Linked DNA regions of Hordeum vulgare: region 1 is linked to region 2. Evidence: chromatin contacts called from public Hi-C data. All regions are on one chromosome and are shown on one strand. The core of a region is the stretch at or near the end of the contact, and the rest is flanking DNA. Distances in the headings are between cores, read along the strand shown.

Region 1 (3,241 bases), core at 264-2,763, 260 kb before region 2:
TTAATGGTTCGCATGTTGATAAGTGACAGTCTCATGTGGGAATTGAACCCGCGCCCTACATGATACGGGACAGAGCACCTAGCCAGTGCAATTGGCTGACTTTAATTACTAGATTGTTTGCAACGCGAAACTTAAAGAAATGAAAGGCCACGACATAATTTAGATAACAGCTCGCGAAAACTTAGCCAAAACGTGTGTGCATAGGATAGAACCCACTGCCTCCAGGGACACCCCGAACAATTTTCTACAATTGTGATTTTTCTAAAACTTTGAAATCCCGAACAATTTTAAAAAGAATGAACGAAATTTGAAGTTCCAAAATATTTTTAAAGATTTGCGTTTTTTTTGAATATTCGACATATTTGGAGAAAGGTGAACAATTTTTTGAAATGTGAACATTTACATATTTGTGAACAGAATATTTAATACTTGAACATTTTGTGAAAACATGACTGTTTTAAGGAATCTCTAAAATTTATATTTAAAAAATAGGAACAAAATGATAACATTTAAGGAAACTGCGAACAAATTATAAACTTATAAATATTTTTTAATTGTGAACAAATTTCGAAACCGTGAACATATTTCAAATTCTAAACAAATTTTGAAACATGAACAACTTTAAAATTCGTGAACAAAATTCTAAAATTATGAACTTTTTGTATTATAAACAAATTTTGAAACCAAGAACATTTTTTGAATTCTAAACAAATTTTGAGACATATGCAAATTTCAAGTTCATTAACAAAATTCATAAAATTGTGAACATTTTTCGAATTGTGATTTTTTTAAACATGAATCAACTTCAAGTTCATAAATAAAATTAATAAATTATGAACATTTTTTGAATGGTGAACAAATTATGCAACCATAAACCTTTTGCGAAATGTGAACAAAATTCCAAAACATGAACAAATTTAAAATTCATAAACATAACTATTAAATTGTGAACATTTTTCGAATTGTAAACAAATTTCAAAACTGCGACCATTTTTTGAAATTTAAATAAATTTTGAAACATGAACAAATGTCGAATTTGTGAACAAAATTATAAAATTATGAACATTTTTTGACTTGCAAAAATTTTTGAAACCGTTTTTTAATTGTGAACATAATTTAAAAATTCAATATTTTTCGAATTGTGAATAATTTTTATTTTTTAAAAAAAGTTGAACAAATTATGAAACTGTGAATATTTATTAAAAAATTAAATTGACAAACACAAAAGGTATAAAATGGACAAAAATAAAAGAGAAAAAGAAGAGAGATAAAAAGAAGAAAAATAAACAGAAAAATGAAAAAAAGAAAAACCAAATGAAAACTGAAACACTGGTTTAGAAAATATTCTAGAAATTTCCCAAAATAAGAAAAAACGGCTGGGAACCAAGGACATTGGAACGTTTAAACGGGTCGGCCCGTTGCGTCGCTGCTCGGCTTTTCTATGCGAAACGCCGACAGTTTGACATAACGAGTGGTAAATAGGGTTACCCCTCAAAAACAAAAAGAGTGGTAAATAGGGTTAACGCGAGTCGCAAGGGCACCTTGTCTGAACATGACGGTGAGATGGGCCGGGCCATGCCCATGTGAGGCCACCAGCCGCAACCTCAATTTTCCTTTTTTGATTCACGTTTTCTGTTTCTATTTTCTTTTTTACTTTTTATTTTTTATCTGTACTTCCAAGTTCCAACTATCCTGTATACATGTATTGCAAAAACAATTTATATCATATACGAAGTGAAATTATTCATGCATTTTAAAAGAGTCAAATGCGTACCAAAATGTTTATGATATATACGAAAAATGTAAACAAAAAATATACAACATGTATTAAAAAAGTAGACATAAACATAAATGTCTTAAAAATGTTAATCATGTATTTAGAAATGTTATATCTGTATAAAAACGTGTAATACTTATTGAAAAGTTAGACATTAATGATGTACATATATTTTTTTAAACAGATATATAAAACATTATCCATGTAGAAAAAAGTATCAGCTCTATATAAAAAATGTACGATGTGTTTGAAAAAATTTAGACTTTGATACATAAATTTGAAAAAGGAACCAACCATATATATTAAAAATTTAATAATGTAATAAAATGTTTTATACTCATAAAAAAGGTAAAATGTGTAGAAAATTTGGAATGGAGGATAGAGGGACATCCCTGATTGTTTCGTCAAAAGTTTGCAAATCTAAACAACATGGAGGGCTTGGAATTTTGGATATTGCACCTCACAACAACGCTCTTCTCATCAAAAATCTTTACAAATGCCTCAACAAAGATGACATCCCATGGGTCAAATTTATATGGGAAGAATACTATCATATAGGTGTACCCATGGGAAAACGAGAAGGCTCCTTTTGGTGGAAGGCACATGTTATCCTCTTACATAATTTTAAATGAATGAGGTGTTGCACAATAGGATTTGGCCAAATAGTGTTGTTCTAGAAAGACAAATGGGAAGATGAAACACTTCAACAAAAATTATGTGAACTTCACTCATATGCAATTGATGAAACACTTTCAGTAGAAAAAACTTGTAAAACACAAGACTAGACTGAACACTTCCATCTGCCAATATCTAATGAAGTATACAAGAATTCAACCAGCTACGAGTAGTTATCCCTCAGCCAAACCCAGACATGAAATACAAATGGATTTGCAATGAACTAGCAAACATATACTCATTAATTCAAATGTATAAGCATATGCTTGGAGACCAGGAAGAACATCCTATGATTAAACTAATATGGGCTAGCTCGAGTAGGTTGAGACATAAAATATTTTTCTGGCTGGTGGCACGCTGCAAGATGAACACGAGAGCACTTCTAAAGAGGAAGGGAATGCACCTAGATAATTCTTTCTGGCCTAACTGCAATTAGAGGGCAGAAGAGACCACTATGCACATTCTATGGGAGTGCAACTTTGCTCAAGATTGATGGAACTCATTGATACCAAATAGAAAGAGAGATACATTTGTGTATGAGGACACCATCTATGCAATGGAACTCCTTCCAAAACAATTTTCATCATAAATTGTTATCTTAAGATGTTGTGGTGTATGGACTTAGAGAAATGGCAACTTCTTTAGGGCTCAACAATAATCCATTGAGGCATGGAGGCCCTATCTCAAGCAAGAACTGAAGTTCTTAAGATTCAGGATTATCGAAAAAGGCTTTTCCCAACTTTATATATAAAGTAATGATCATCAACAACACGGTACAAACGCACGCCA
Region 2 (3,381 bases), core at 617-3,116:
GCGCGCCTTGTGTTATAAATAAAGCAAACTGCAATGCGTTTAGTTATCAAAAAAAGTCAGCTAGAATAACAACACAAATATACACACACAAAAAACCTCATACCGTCGAACCACTAGCTAGGCGGCGAAGCAAGACGGCGTCCTACCACACACAAAGTATTAAGAGCATCTCTAGCCGTTCGGCCCCCCAAGGGCTACGAAAATATCGTCGGTTAGCCCCAAGGCCCCCCTAAAGCTTAAGAGCATCTTCAGTCGTACGCCCCCCCCCCTCCCCCCAAGAGCTAACCGGCGATGTTTTTGCCGAGGGGGGGCTCGGGTTCCCAGCCCCTCTCCGCCAAGTTCGATCCCAGCCGCCGATTTCAAACTGAAATTCGGGACACTTTAGCACAAATTCAAAAAAACTATTTTTTATCACATTGTTCATCACAGAAATCAATACAAATCAAATAGCTCAACGAAGCAAGATCGTACTTTGAACACAAATTAAAGCACTTCTTGAGTGAGGAGAATCAAGCTGTGACAATGCAATCCTTCTTGCAAATGAAATTGTTGAACGCCTCCTCGTTGTCGGAGTCCATCTCCGAAAAGGCAAATTGTTGAACACCTCGCGGGCGTGGTGGATGGTCAGCCGCCGGTATCCCCGCCTGCGTGGTCGGAGTCTTGGAGAGCTCACCCAGGAGCAGGACGGAAGCAGTTGCGGTGAACCCCTCTCTTTCCGACGGGGAAATGACCTTTCCAGCGGTGGAGCAACGGTTGTGGGCGGGTGGGTGGCACCATGATCGACATGGCGGCGAAAGGGAAAGTGTCGTCTTGCCGCTCGCGGGTCAAATCTGACCGAAGAAAAGGCGTTTCTCGCTTGACAATGATGCCCCACGCGTCACTTTTTCTTTCGTCGGAGCCCCCAAGTGCCCACTAGTGCGATGGGTTCGCCCTGGGATCGCAGGGCCAAAAAATGGACCGAACCAGCAAAATTTGACGTCATGTAAACACGACTGGACCATTTTTTTGCGACGTCCATGGTAAAAAAGATGGCCGGAGGACTGTTGGGGAGCGGTTGGAGATGCTCTAATCTTGCTACCTAGTTCATCCTTGTCCCTCAGAGTGGGCGTTAGTGCTGCAAGAAGGAGAGAAAAATAAACACCATGTAAGTGGCATACTGTAAAGAAAATCACTCAATCATCATATTGTTACGCGTCGTCCAAAGGATGTACACCGATCAAAAGAGATGTCTTCTCCTATCGGTACAGCTGGCCAGGGCTTCCAGAACTTGATGACGTATGTACATCGGGTTGTCCTCTACGGTTGAAAGTAACCACTCCTTTTTTTTGTTTGATGAGCGAGCTGAAAGTAACCACTCGACAGAGAAAGCCGGTCCGTGTGCTCTCTCCTTGTTGAAATTAGGGTGCAAAATAACGGACTGGCCATCGGTCCATCCTTTTAGCGTTACATTCTTTTAGTTGAGCTCCTTTCGGAGTTTTGGTTAGCAATCGATCACGCACCCATGTGGCCCTTAATAGCATTAGGCCGTTAGTTACATAAACTTGTATGCAGGCTGAAATTGACAAAACACGACATTCTAGAGTCTAGACGTCGTTATACCCGCTTGCCTGCACGTAATTAAGAGGGCCGCCGGGAGGAAGTATACCCTAGAACGGCGATACATGTGCACGCCACGAGCGGCGCCCAAGTCACGTCACGCCAGTATTAGCAAAGCCATGGCTCCCTCGATGAGATCGAACCTGTGCGCACGCGGCGTCGCCGTCGTCCCGATTCCCTTGCCAAAATGGCGTGGGCATCGATACCGTGTGCCTACCCCTTGGCCTCATGCACCGATCGTGCCCGCATGCACCGCACACTGCCGCCACTGCATATCTAGCCGCGCTTTCTTAAGATCTCCCCTTTCGCCCTCTTCAATGATCACCGGTGTAACTCCGGTTTCGTTACACGCGGAGATGCGGTCCATGAGTCACTCACGGCGCATCCAAACTTTCTACGCCATCCACATCAAAGAGGCCAGTGTAGCATGAGCACTGGAAAATGGCCGGTGCGGGCCGGAGATGGAGGCGTCCCTGCAATCACGGATTGTTGCGAGGGGTGACGAATTGATTACGCGACTCGAATTGTTTGGGACTTCACTGCAAATATATGTCAGATTTTATCATGACTAATTGAATGATCTTTATAACAAATAATGTTCTCTTAGTATGGCGAGTTTAGTTGGTGACATTAATAAATCCGTCTCTGTTTATTTTTGTTAAAAATTATCGTACTTACCAATTAAATTTGGCATCGTCGCATCAATATAAACTAGCTAATTGTTTGCACGTTGAAACATGGGCACAAACATTCTAACGGTCTAACATCAATCATGTTTGTTTCGCAAAAAAAAACATCAATCATGTTTAATATGTATCTTTGCAATATAGGAGTACTACTCTTGTACATTAGGCGGTTTTGTCAATTCAATATACCATTCCATAATTTTTTTTTTTACGTATGTGTCCCTGTTTTCTTAGATGTACTCATTTATTTTCACGTTTTTACGTTTGCTCACTTTTCTTCACTTCCTTGTGTGAAACCCTCACAAATGGTCACAACGGAGGATGCCGTCCGGTCAATGGTTTGACCGTTAACTGCTCATGAGTAGGGCCATGTTGGATTGTGTCGCCCGTTGGACCTAATGAGTGAGTCTGGCCCGCCCCATTTGTGGTCACACAAACGCCGAATGGACGTGCACACGCTTTCTCCTAGTCCACCTCAGGGACGCATGGCAACCTTTCAACTACCCCATAACCGAGAGTAAATGCGCACATGTGACAGGACCCGGTCATCAACCACCCATGTTCGATCGTCGTTCTTCTTTAAATGGAAACCCGTGGAACGGCCAGTCCACCCTTCCAAAGACAAGCCTTCCCCCTTCACCCCTGGCAGGATCTACAAACCCTAGCCCACCGGTGACAAACCCTAGCCAGTAGCCACCATGGACATCTGTTTAGCGGCCGACTCGAGCTCCAACAAGAACAATTGGTAAGGCCCCCACCGTACATTGGCGCGCGCTACCCCTGCCGTCGTCTTCCGTCCGCCTTGGCAGCGGATTAGTGTCCGAGTGCACCACGCGAGGTGGCGCTCGGAGCACATCGTCCCTCTCCCCTACCCCAACGTGATCCTGTCACATGACTGGCACTTGGATCCGGATAGGATCCATTGCCGGCGGTGCCACGATCGACGTTGGCGCATGCGGAGGAGGTGAGGCGTCGGCGGCAGCACCTCACGCCTGAGCAGCGGATCAACCCGACCTATGCTCGAGACTCTCTCGATTGGGAGGTCTGGTTTGCATTTGAGCAGAAGGAGCAACATCGGCATGGCGTCCGCGACGTGCGG

Evidence for each region. A called contact is a pair of places that touch in the nucleus more often than the background predicts.
Region 1: a contact with region 2 is called in a Hi-C map of leaf, with 4 times the contacts expected there. The contact joins two enhancer-like sites. A contact is called at or near these places in 2 of 6 Hi-C or Micro-C datasets (leaf and seedling).

Annotation. Positions count from the first base shown.
Region 1 is chr6H:349,858,188-349,861,428 of MorexV3_pseudomolecules_assembly, reverse strand. No RefSeq gene overlaps it. Among protein-coding and RNA genes, the nearest start is that of LOC123402108, 330 kb to the right of the region's middle. Within about 2 kb of position 1,513, at least 2 of the 3 cell types and tissues checked have open chromatin away from gene starts, as enhancers often do. A contact at or near this core is called in leaf, where this site is marked.
Region 2 is chr6H:349,594,751-349,598,131 of MorexV3_pseudomolecules_assembly, reverse strand. No RefSeq gene overlaps it. Among protein-coding and RNA genes, the nearest start is that of LOC123402108, 70 kb to the right of the region's middle. Within about 2 kb of position 1,866, at least 2 of the 3 cell types and tissues checked have open chromatin away from gene starts, as enhancers often do. A contact at or near this core is called in leaf, where this site is marked.